Linked DNA regions of Mus musculus: region 2 is linked to region 1. The links are chromatin contacts, called in public Hi-C maps. All regions are on one chromosome and are shown on one strand. Each heading gives the region's core, a stretch centred on a gene start, on an enhancer-like site or on the middle of the called end of the contact. The rest is flanking DNA. Distances are from core to core; before and after follow the strand shown. Region 1 overlaps Dnajc1 (DnaJ heat shock protein family (Hsp40) member C1). Region 2 holds the start of Commd3 (COMM domain containing 3).

Region 1 (5,070 bases), core at 1,350-3,849:
AAATACAGAAAGGACTTCTTAATATAATGTTAGACTAGAGAGTGTGAAGACTTAGCTTCTAGTTGTGAGAAAGAGAAATAGGAAACTAAACTTTCCACAGAGTTTCTGGTAAGAAAGCAGTGAAAGTTAGGACAGACGACTTTGATTGTTAGAAAAAACAGCAAAGAGGTTGAAGACCTGTAACAAGCTTTGCTGAGAGAAGGAAAAGAGATTAATGGTCCTTTTATCTATTGAACGATAGTCTGACTTGCAGAGTTGCTTCATCAGTAAAGCTATTGTGGACAAAGGGGAAAAAAGCAAACTAAGCTATCTCTTTTACTGGAATTCTGCCTTTAAGTTGCATTTCATCATTCCTTCTTTAGATAGGCTTTCTCCACATGCCAGATATTTCTCCTATATCCCTATGTATGGGTTCATATGTTGCAAGATTGTAGTCTCCAAACTGCAGAAATTGCAGGAAAGAGTGGGTGGGGGTAGAGTCCTCCAAAATGTATAGATGCTATGAGGACTAATGAAAGCAACAAGACCCTAAAAATTAATTACATCCCCACAAGCATTTCCATCTGCCTTCTAAGCCAGTTCTTAAAATCCTCCTTCTTCTTAGGGGAGATCTAGGGTGGTTTCTGTTTTAGATTATTTGAAAAAATTTTAAATTCTGATCTCAAGTAGAATGTTTAGCATAGGTGGCATAGTTTTTCAGGAATATTGCCTTCCTGACTCAGATACTATATTAGCTATATTAAGGTTTTGTCTTGTTTTGTTTTTGTTTGTTTGTTTTTGCTTTGTTTAGTAGAGGGAAATAAAAAAAAAAAAACCTTAATACTTGACTTTCCGCTTCTGGATGACTGTATTTTGGTCACATGCTTGGGATCAGGTCTAAACTCACATCCTAAACTGACTTAGCAGTTATTGAGAACACATGCACGAGGTCTGGACATTGGGCCACGTGAGTTGTTGTTTGGGTCTAAGAATTAGTGCTTTGGGTACTTGCTTCACCTTTACAAAATGTATTTTGATTCAAGGTTTGGTTTATGTGGCTATCTAGAAAAGAAGGAAGTGGATTTCTGAGAGGAATCTTTACCAAATCTGCATGTTGTAACTTAAACTTACCTAGATTGCAGCTTTTAGCTAAATAGTGTGTTTACGTGGCATAGTGTATCATATTGTTTTCATTTCTCTTGAAGTCTGATGGTAGCTAAGATAAATTCCTGAAGTTTGTCTGGTATTTGAATACTAAGTCCTAGTATTCTAGTTTGTCTGCTTCTAGCTCGTGAGATTATTTCAGGAAGTAGGGGACAGCTGTGTGATGAATAATGTCTGAGAAAGCATCCGTGTGCTCTGGCTCGCTCTCGAGCAGGGTGAGGGGTTTCTGCTACTTACACTTACCATCAGCCCCTATGGCTCTTCACTGATGCTGCTTCGTTTGATGAGACCCTTTACTGCGGTTGTACTGGAGTTATGGAAGAGAAGAGAAATAGGAGAGCCCGTGGGTAACCTAAATTTGTGAAAAGACTGAGGGAAGCTCGTCTCTTCCTTCACCGATCTTAACATGATCATAGAAATCAATAAATATAGCCTTTGTCCCAAGAAGACAGAATTCTTCAGCTCTTTTGCATTTTGTGGCTTAGGAAGAAGAGTTGAGAGAAGCCAGAGCTGAGAACATCCCTTGCTCCTGAAAGGCAAGGGCAATCATTTTAAGTGGCTGTTAATCTTTATTGGGTCTGGATTCCTTCAGACTTGTCCTCGAGCTATCTGTTAGCATTTTGACCAGACAGTTTTGTTTGTTTGTTCATTTGCTTGAGATGTAATCTCACTATGTTACCCCTGGCTGACCTGAAACCCACTGTGTAGACTAAGCTGGCCTTGAACCCAAAGAGATCTGTTTGTCTTTGCCTCCCAAGTGCTGAAAGGCATCTATCACCATGCCTGGCTTTAATTAGTAATTTTTAAAGTATTATTAAGATTCAGTGATAACTGGTGTGTTTGGAGAAAACTTGACATGCTGTTTTTGCATGTAGGATAATGTTGAGCCTTTGAGGGTGTGAGTAACAGGAAAATAGAGAGCTAAGTGTGGTGTGGTGCTCCTGTAATCTTGGCATTTGGGAGGCTGAGACCTCAGGATCAGAAGTTTGAAGACAGCTTTGACTATAAAGCATTTTGAGGCCTGATTGAGCTACATAAGACCTTGTCTTAACAACAAAACAAAAATGCAATAAAAAGACACAACATTTATGTGGATGGCCTTAGTTTATCATTGAACAAATCACATCTTTTGCAGTCTCACATACTTTATAGAAATAAAGCTTTTCACATAAGCCAGTAAGTATTTCACAAGATGTTCTTTACCAAATATTTGAACACCGTGTTGCGGTGTGGGTTTTTTAGTTTTTAGAGTGTGTGGAAATAGGATTCTTGCTCTCAAATACACATAGTTAAAAGAAGCCATATGCCTGTTTGGGAAGCAGGAAGATGAAACAGCAGTACGCCTGTTACTGTCTTAAAAAATACAAAGCTTTTCAAGATGCAAAGGGTTTTTTTGTTTTTGTTTTTTTAAGCCATCAGTGTAGTCACAGATAGAGCCGCTCATGCATCAGCTTGTGGTCTGTGACTTATAAACCCCTTCAGCACGCTCTACAGTCTCTCGAGAACAGTCTGCCCAAGGGAAGTTACTCTATCTGATTTTCCTAGAAGAAAAATTGAGGTGACTCTAACAAAACCAACCAAACAAATTAAACTAAAAGCAAACCTTCATGACAAAAAACTTGAGTAGTTATCATTTCATAGTAAAGAACATGTATATTTGGGTTTCTGAATAACCACTTCTTTTGAAAATGTTTCCTAATTAAAACCAGATGAGAGTAGCAAAGGAGGCATTTAGGTCACTAAAAGACAGATGTGCTTCATGAAATTTGCAGAATTCATCAATACCTATAACTGATTTATAATTGCATTTGGTCTTAACACATACCAATGTGGATCTAACAGGCACAGTAAGAGTAGAATAAAACACTTAAGGTGAAAGGGTTAATTGGCCTTGCACAGTTCAATTTGCCACTGTAGTGGTCCTTTCTGTTGTCTGTGTCAACAGAGTTGCTAAGTACTTTCCCACTAAGCTGCCACTCTTATTTATACAGTTGAACCACCAATGAGGAATGGGTCAGTTTACCAGTTGTCAGGCCTTTTCTTACTGCCTTTTCAGACCACTTCATGCTGTTTTACTCCAGCTGTTGCTACACACCTCCCTGAGCTCTCCTTAGTCACATGACTCCCCCCCCCCCTTTTTAACAAATTCCTTTTTTTTTTTTTTCAAGATTTATTTATCTTATGTATACGAGTACATAGCTGTCTTCAGACACACCAGAAGAGGGCATCAGATCCCATTACAGATGGTTGTGAGCCACCATGTGGTTGCTGGGAACTGAACTCAGGAGCTCTAGAGAAGCAGTCAGTGCTCTTAACCACTGAGCTATTTCTCCAGCCCTCTCTCTCTTTTTTTAACAGGGTCTCCCTTACTCTTACTAGTTGGTATGAGCATATGGAATGCATACTTGGTTCAACTACTCGGTATTTTCTTCTCACTCTGCTCCCTTTTACCAAATCATATCTCAAAAATTAGTTCAACCTTTCAATATTTCTTTGAAAGTCACATTTAAAAAAAAGATTCAGAAATTAAAACATGACATTATAGATAAGAGAACTATTTAACCAGTCTTTAATTGTGAGTACCCTACCCTACTATAAGTTATCATATTGAAACATATACTTCCAGACTAATTTTTGACTACCAATCTTTTGTTTTGTTTTGTTTTGTTTTTTGGGTTTTTTTTTTGAGACAGGGTTTCTCTGTATAGCCCTGGCTGTCCTGGAACTCACTCTGTAGACCAGGCTGGCTTTGAACTCAGAAATTCGCCTGCCTCTGCCTCCCAAGTGCTGGGATTAAAGGTGTGTGCCACCACCGCCTGGCCCAAATCTTTGTGTATATTCATATCTATAGTGTTGCTGGGAATTTATATAAGTGTTAGTTTTGAGGTATGTTTGTCTGCTTATTCTCCTTCTGGTCTTTCCTCTCTCTTCACTTGGGAGGCAGAGGTGGGCTAAGCTCTGTGAGTTCGAGGCCAGCCTGGTCTGCAGAGCAAGTTCCAGGACAGCTAGGGCTTTACAGAGAAATCCTGTCTCAAAAAACTGAAAAAACAAAACAAAACAAAACAAAAAACTTAAAATAAATAAATAAATGAATAAGTAGGGACACAATATCTAGTATAAGAAGGTACCTAAAAATTGTGTGTGTTTTTTTTTCTTGTGTCAGTTTTTAGGGTAATATTTATTTTGAAGATTTTTAATTCTTTTTCAGATATTTGTGGTTTTTCTTTTTCTTTTCTTTTCTTTTCTTTTCTTTTCTTTTCTTTTCTTTCTTATAGGCCTTAAAACCTTCTAAGCAATTTAGTCTTGGTAAATATATAGTAAAGAAAAGGATAAAGTATGATTTCTTAAAAATTAGTTTAGCTCCACAGGACTAAGGAATATTGTTTACAGAACATGTGCAAGGCTCTGGATCAGACCCATTCCTAGGGAGTGTCTCCCTTGTCAGGATGAATTCGTTGTCAAGATATACAGTTAATTGTTGTAAGGAAAAGGCATCCAGATACTTTTACTCCTATTTGAACTATTGATGACTCAGATCTAAGGTGTTCTAATTCAAAGGTGATATGTCACACATAATTAGACAGATATCACTTATACTTCTGAGGCAAATATATTATTATAAACTAAAATAGCCATCCTGCTTAGTTTAGTACTATTTTTTATTAGAAAAAAGCAGCTCTGAGAGATGATAGATATGCTAATTTGTTTGATTGTGGCGTTTTACAATGTATATATGATTTGTGATGGCTATTCTTGTTTGTCAGCTTGACTAATTAACTAAAACCCAAGCAGCTGGGTACACCTGTGAGGTGTTTTTCTTGATAAAGTCATTCAAGGTGGGAAGACCCACTTATAATCTGGATGTTTGGGGGTGAGAAGATATATCTTTCATCCAGATCTTTGAGTGGGATGATCTACCTTTAATCT
Region 2 (5,070 bases), core at 1,364-3,863, 300 kb before region 1:
CCCACTGAAAGAAACATTTAAAGGTCCTAATACTGTACCTGTAACTGTTCCATGTTGCAACTAAAATTAATCTCTGGGTAGGATTGGGAATCATTGTTCTATGGAAGAAAAAAATGTTTGTTTATATAAAGGAAATGAAAATTTTTATTACACATAATTTTTAGACAAGGATCTATACATACCTCTACATTTAAGGTCACCAAATATCCAGGTCGGTACATCTTATGAAGTTGGTTGGTCTAAAACAACACAAAACATCAGTCTTTAACTCTAACCTTTTTAAAAAAAAAGTTCCTCTAACTCCCTCTACAGAAAAGCTTGTTATCTTTACCTTTATCTGGTACTCCAAGCGCCAAGAAACATCAGTTATATGAGGGAGAGATCTGCCTATACTGAAAGACAATGATAATTTTGTAGTATCTACAGAAAAACTTTCAGGATTTTCTCAATGGTGTCTTTCTCTTCTTAACTCGTTTCATTCCACTCTGAACTTAAAGACTGTTGAACCTCATCTTCAAGTTCAAAAGAGTGAAAGCACACCTACTAAGATTATGTCAGGCTCTATCTTGAAAAAAACATTAGCTTAACTTCAATTATTCCACTTGCCCTTTGGCCCTTTATTTTGGGTCAGGATCCCAATTTTTTTGGCTCAGTTTTGTTTCCCATCAGCACACTCCATTCCTTACCCACAAGGGAAAAGCTCCGCAGCTTGACACCTAACACAGTACCTACCTTCCCAGTAGGGTTTCTAGAGAATTCTTATTGTTCTGGGGAAGGAGAAAGAAAACACAGTTTTGCAAACAGCAGGAAAAAAGGGGGTGGGTACTAATTGTTAATTTAAAAGTTTAAAGTAAGTAACCTGATACTCGGTGCAAAACAGTTCTATTCGCTCTCGGTCAAATTTACAGTCTTCTAAATAAGTGCTGAAGGGGGCAGGAGGGGGGGGAAATAAAGCAAGGTTTAGTCTCTATCTTTAAAAACTGAAATTACAATGACAAAGATACCACTTCAAAGTAAGCGGGCATTAGATAAAGTCTGTACCTTAGAGTAGACTTGTCAACTTGGTGCTTTCCTGCCTCCAGGATGCAAGTTGCAGCTGCTGCATGACAATGCTTTAAAACCACTGGGTCGATCTGTTTCAAGTATGGGTGATCTAAAATAAATTAATTGCTAATGATTACAAATCCTTTAGGCCCCTGTTCCTAAGAGGAATATTTGGTTTTGGTAAAACTTCCTCTTTAGAAAATATAACAAAAATTCAATTGTAAATGGATGAGATGAACAAGGTTAACTGCAAAACAATAAAGAGAATACATCAATAATCTGCTGTCACTCTCTTTTCAATTACCTTCTTTTATTTCGTCTTAGTATTTTTTTTTTAAATACCTCAAAGAAAGGGGGGGCAGTGGTTGCTGGATGGACTGAAAGCAAAGGAGAAACTGAAGGTAGTTTACACAGTAAATTTCAAAATGAACAACTTTCAAAAGACATTTTAGAGCAATTGACTCCATGAACATAAATACATCAAAGAAGCTTGATAGGAGGGCATACATTAGCATGCACAACAGAAATATCAAAATCCCATTAATATCTTCAAGTCCCCCCACCTCTCCTCGCTCTCTCTCTCTCTCTCACACACACACACACAGCTTCGAGATAAACCAGGTAGTGGTTAATTGGGGGGGGGGGGGGGCTTTAAGAACAGCTTCCACTTTCATACTTGTTGTCCAAGTATCTAGTATGAAACGGGGGGGGGGGGTGTGGAGACCCAAGGAGTTCTGGAATGTGTTGATAGATTTGAGGGAATTATCTAGAAGTGATTTGTCTTAAAGTACGCTCTTAATCCATTATGACAATTGCAGTCTGCGACCAGACATTTTAAATAGTCTCTCTTCCTGGTAGCCGCTGCAGAACAAAACATTAGGCGCCCTACTTGAGGGTTCTGGACGAATAACCTGGGCTTAACACTCTGAACGCCCGTGCTGGAGTGATCAGAGAATCCGGAGGTGTTCTGTAGGTTGGAAAATGTCAGTGCTGTCTGACCCAGCCATTGCTTCGGAAACTGCCTTTTCAACCCCCTCCAGCCCAGCTGGGGGAGGCTGAATCACAGGACCTCCCCAGTTGAAGTCCAAGTGTCAAAACAGCTGCAGCCTCCGAGGAGGCTGAAAACCCCCACACATTTAGGCCACAAACTAGACTTGAACACGGCTTTACAAAGGAACAAAGAAACAGTCTGGCAGGGAAACCAGGCCAGGAGCGTAGAGCTGGCCCCGTGTAGGTGCCCTGCGGGGGCACAGCGGCGCTCAGGGCCCGCTCGGGTCCCCACAGTCGGGCTGGGCGAAAACCGGGGACTTGCCCGGGCCGGAGCTGTGCCCAAGGCGCCGGGCTGGCGGCTCTGCCGGGCGCCCCTCCGCCCAGGCCGCGGCGGCGGGAGAGCCGCTTACCTAGCGCGGCCTCGTCCGCCCGGGCGTCCAGCAGGCTCTGGAAAGCCGCCCGGAGGAGAAGCGCGAAGGCGTTGGAGTCAAAGGAACCGGGATCCGCCAGCGTCTGGATGCCTCTTTGCACAGACTCCGAGAGCTCCATTGTGAGCGCGCCGTGACCTTCGACACGCACACCACGTGACTCGGGGCGCGCGCCCAGCTGATCGGGCGCGCGCACCCGCGGCGGGGCGGCTCGGGGAGGTTCGGCGACGGCTCGGGACGGTTCGGAGAGGTTCGGGCGACGCCTCGGGGAGGTTCGGGAGGGTTCGGGTGAAGCTCGGGCGGCGGCTGGGCCTCTCGTCTCAGCCGCCCTGCGGGCCTCGGGCGGGACGCGCCGGCCTCTCGCACGGTCTGGGAGGCGCTGGCCTCGGCCGCGGCGAGCGCGGACGCCCATTGGTCCCGCTTGGCGCTCACCTGGGACCGCACCAGCTCTGTCCCCACTGGGCCTGGTGCAGGGAGGCGCGGGAACCCCGCCGCCGCGAGTGTGGCCAGAAGCTGGGCTTCGGGACAACGGGAGACTGAGTGCGTGTGTTAACTCGCCAGCCTGACCCGCAGCGCTGCCCTTTTGTGAGGCTGAGGACATCTTAAATATACCAGTTTTACCTTGTCTTTGTCACTTCAGGAACATGGCAGTAGATTTCTGCGTGATGTGCAGGACACAGGCGGGTGTGTGCACGCCCGGTAGTTAACAATTGGGAGATTAATAAATTATTCATGAACATATTTGACAGGATTATTAAAAAATTTTATATGCTACTGCGAATAAATACCTTTCGAAAGCACTCTGTCATATAAATTCTGTGCTCCTAAACTCACTACGTCCGTGGCTTTAATTACTCAATAGAGTCTTCGTAAATAAATACGAGATACTCATCTAAAGTACGGTTAGGAATGGCAAGATCTTTAGTATAAATGAATTACTTCTTTAGCGACTCATAACTTCAAAGACAAATCCTGTATAAAGTTTAACTTTCTCCTTTTCTTTTTCTTTCTTTCTTTTCTTTTTTTTTTTTTTTAATACGAGGTTGGTTTAGGAGGACAAGAATAGTTCTTTGTTAAGAAAACCCCAAAGTAAGTAAGACACATTAGGCATTTTTTTTAATTAAAAGAATTTGAAAGCTTAAAAAAAAAATCCAGTTTTGAAAGAATGAAGAAAAGGGCCGTAGAGCAAGAATTGTCTTTTACTCTCCCAGAGCAACGACAGTTTCAACTTGAAACACTTTTGTTTTTCCTAATTTAGATGCTTATTTGTGGGGGAATGGTTGTTATTAATGAATAAAGTCAGCATGTCTGAGTGTCATGTTGCACGTTGTCACATTGGACAGTACCCCACTTCATAGTAACAGGCACAATTGGAATGCTTGAGCGTCTAACAAGTTGAATAGCGCTGCTCAGCCAAGCTTTCAAAAGCACGTGCAGTCCCCTCTCTAGGTGAGAACTCACCAGCCTGAAAGGCTTAGAAGTCTCCCAAGGGTTTTCATGGAACAAATACCTATTAATTATGCTCTCTTTCCCCCACCCCTACTTCTCTGCTTCTTTTTTAACCCTCCCCACCCCCCAAAGACAGTTGAAAAAATTCAAGATACTTGATTTGCCCAGGGAATATTTTACAGGAAAGAACAGTGTATATGTTAATATTAACAACACTGAAACATTCTCTTTGTTATATATTTTATGATCACTGAGTGTTACCACTCAGAATTTGAGTTGGTAGCTCTGATCATAGTTTACTATCAAGAAATGAAAAGATAAATGTGTGAGCATGGGCTTTGTAAAGCTGTTTAAAAAGAGAAGAGTGAACAAATGGTAGGGAGCTTGTGGGCATAAATCTAGGCAATTTGCAATGCTCAGTTCCCCTCATAGCCCCCACATCAAGCATGCCCATGTGTCAGTATTTACAGGGCACTTGTCTTTTCTGTCCAAATATATTCCTGTGATAGGCCTAAGTAATGGCTACATTTCCAGCTCTCCCCACAAAATTTAAACCATGGTGTTTTTCCATGCTAAAAATTAGATTTTCTTACAATAGGTAAATTTTCCTTTATTCCCTTTGGTGAATATTTCATTTAATGAACATATGTGCCTTTGACAAGCCCTTGCAAAATATAGAAACATGATTATTAAAAGACATGCTGTAGACTTCCTTGGCCACAGTCATAAAATCCACACATTTTATATTGTTAGAAAAACTGAATACATTCTGAAAGTGGGCAAGGAAGTACTTAGACCGTTTTGCTTCCATGGCTGAAACCAGTCTTGAAACTTCCATTCAACTTTACAGTTTTTTGCAGACTCAAAGCCAATAGACTGTATATGACCGCAAAGGACATTTTAAAAGAACAGCTTGAGGAGCTGAAAGTAACAATATTCAAGCATCTTCATGTGAATAATGTGCCTTGCCTTTATTGTTACAAATAGTGAAGTATCAGGTACTGATGAGTTCGTTTTACTTTTTAAGAACCTAGAAGTTATTTCAAGAACCTAAAAGTATCCCTTTAAACAATGTTTTAGAGTTTCTGAGAGCACTTCATCCTTTGAACAGGCTGTTTGTTTTAACACCTTAATGTTGGCTACTGTATTGTCATTACAA

Evidence for each region. A called contact is a pair of places that touch in the nucleus more often than the background predicts.
Region 2: a contact with region 1 is called in a Hi-C map of uterus, with 2.5 times the contacts expected there. The contact joins the promoter of Commd3 here to the enhancer-like site in region 1. A contact is called at or near these places in 20 of 39 promoter capture datasets (the 3T3-L1 cell line, 3T3-L1-derived adipocytes, the C10 cell line and 13 more), 47 of 484 Hi-C or Micro-C datasets (the 3T3-L1 cell line, the AtT-20 cell line, B cells and 35 more), 27 of 115 datasets of contacts at active chromatin or transcription factors (the 230-238 cell line, CD8 T cells, the SCID.adh cell line and 20 more) and 4 of 9 other capture datasets (adipose tissue, embryonic stem cells, liver and 1 more).

What each region holds. Positions count from the first base shown.
Region 1 is chr2:18,368,845-18,373,914 of GRCm38.p6, reverse strand. The region is part of intron 1 of Dnajc1 (DnaJ heat shock protein family (Hsp40) member C1); the gene reads left to right. Among named protein-coding and RNA genes, the nearest start is that of Dnajc1, 21 kb to the left of the region's middle. Within about 2 kb of position 2,599, at least 27 of the 459 cell types and tissues checked have an H3K27ac peak or open chromatin away from gene starts, as enhancers often do. A contact at or near this core is called in the HPC-7 cell line, liver, second pharyngeal arch cranial neural crest and 2 more, where this site is marked.
Region 2 is chr2:18,669,978-18,675,047 of GRCm38.p6, reverse strand. It overlaps Commd3 (COMM domain containing 3), which reads right to left and starts at 2,613. Exons shown (of 8, transcript NM_147778.4): 1 at 2,445-2,613; 2 at 1,042-1,153; 3 at 860-923; 4 at 733-767; 5 at 332-392; 6 at 183-239; 7 at 39-98. The coding sequence starts at 2,583. It overlaps Gm33355 (a long non-coding RNA gene), which reads left to right and starts at 2,644. Exons shown (of 2, transcript XR_374026.2): 1 at 2,644-2,712.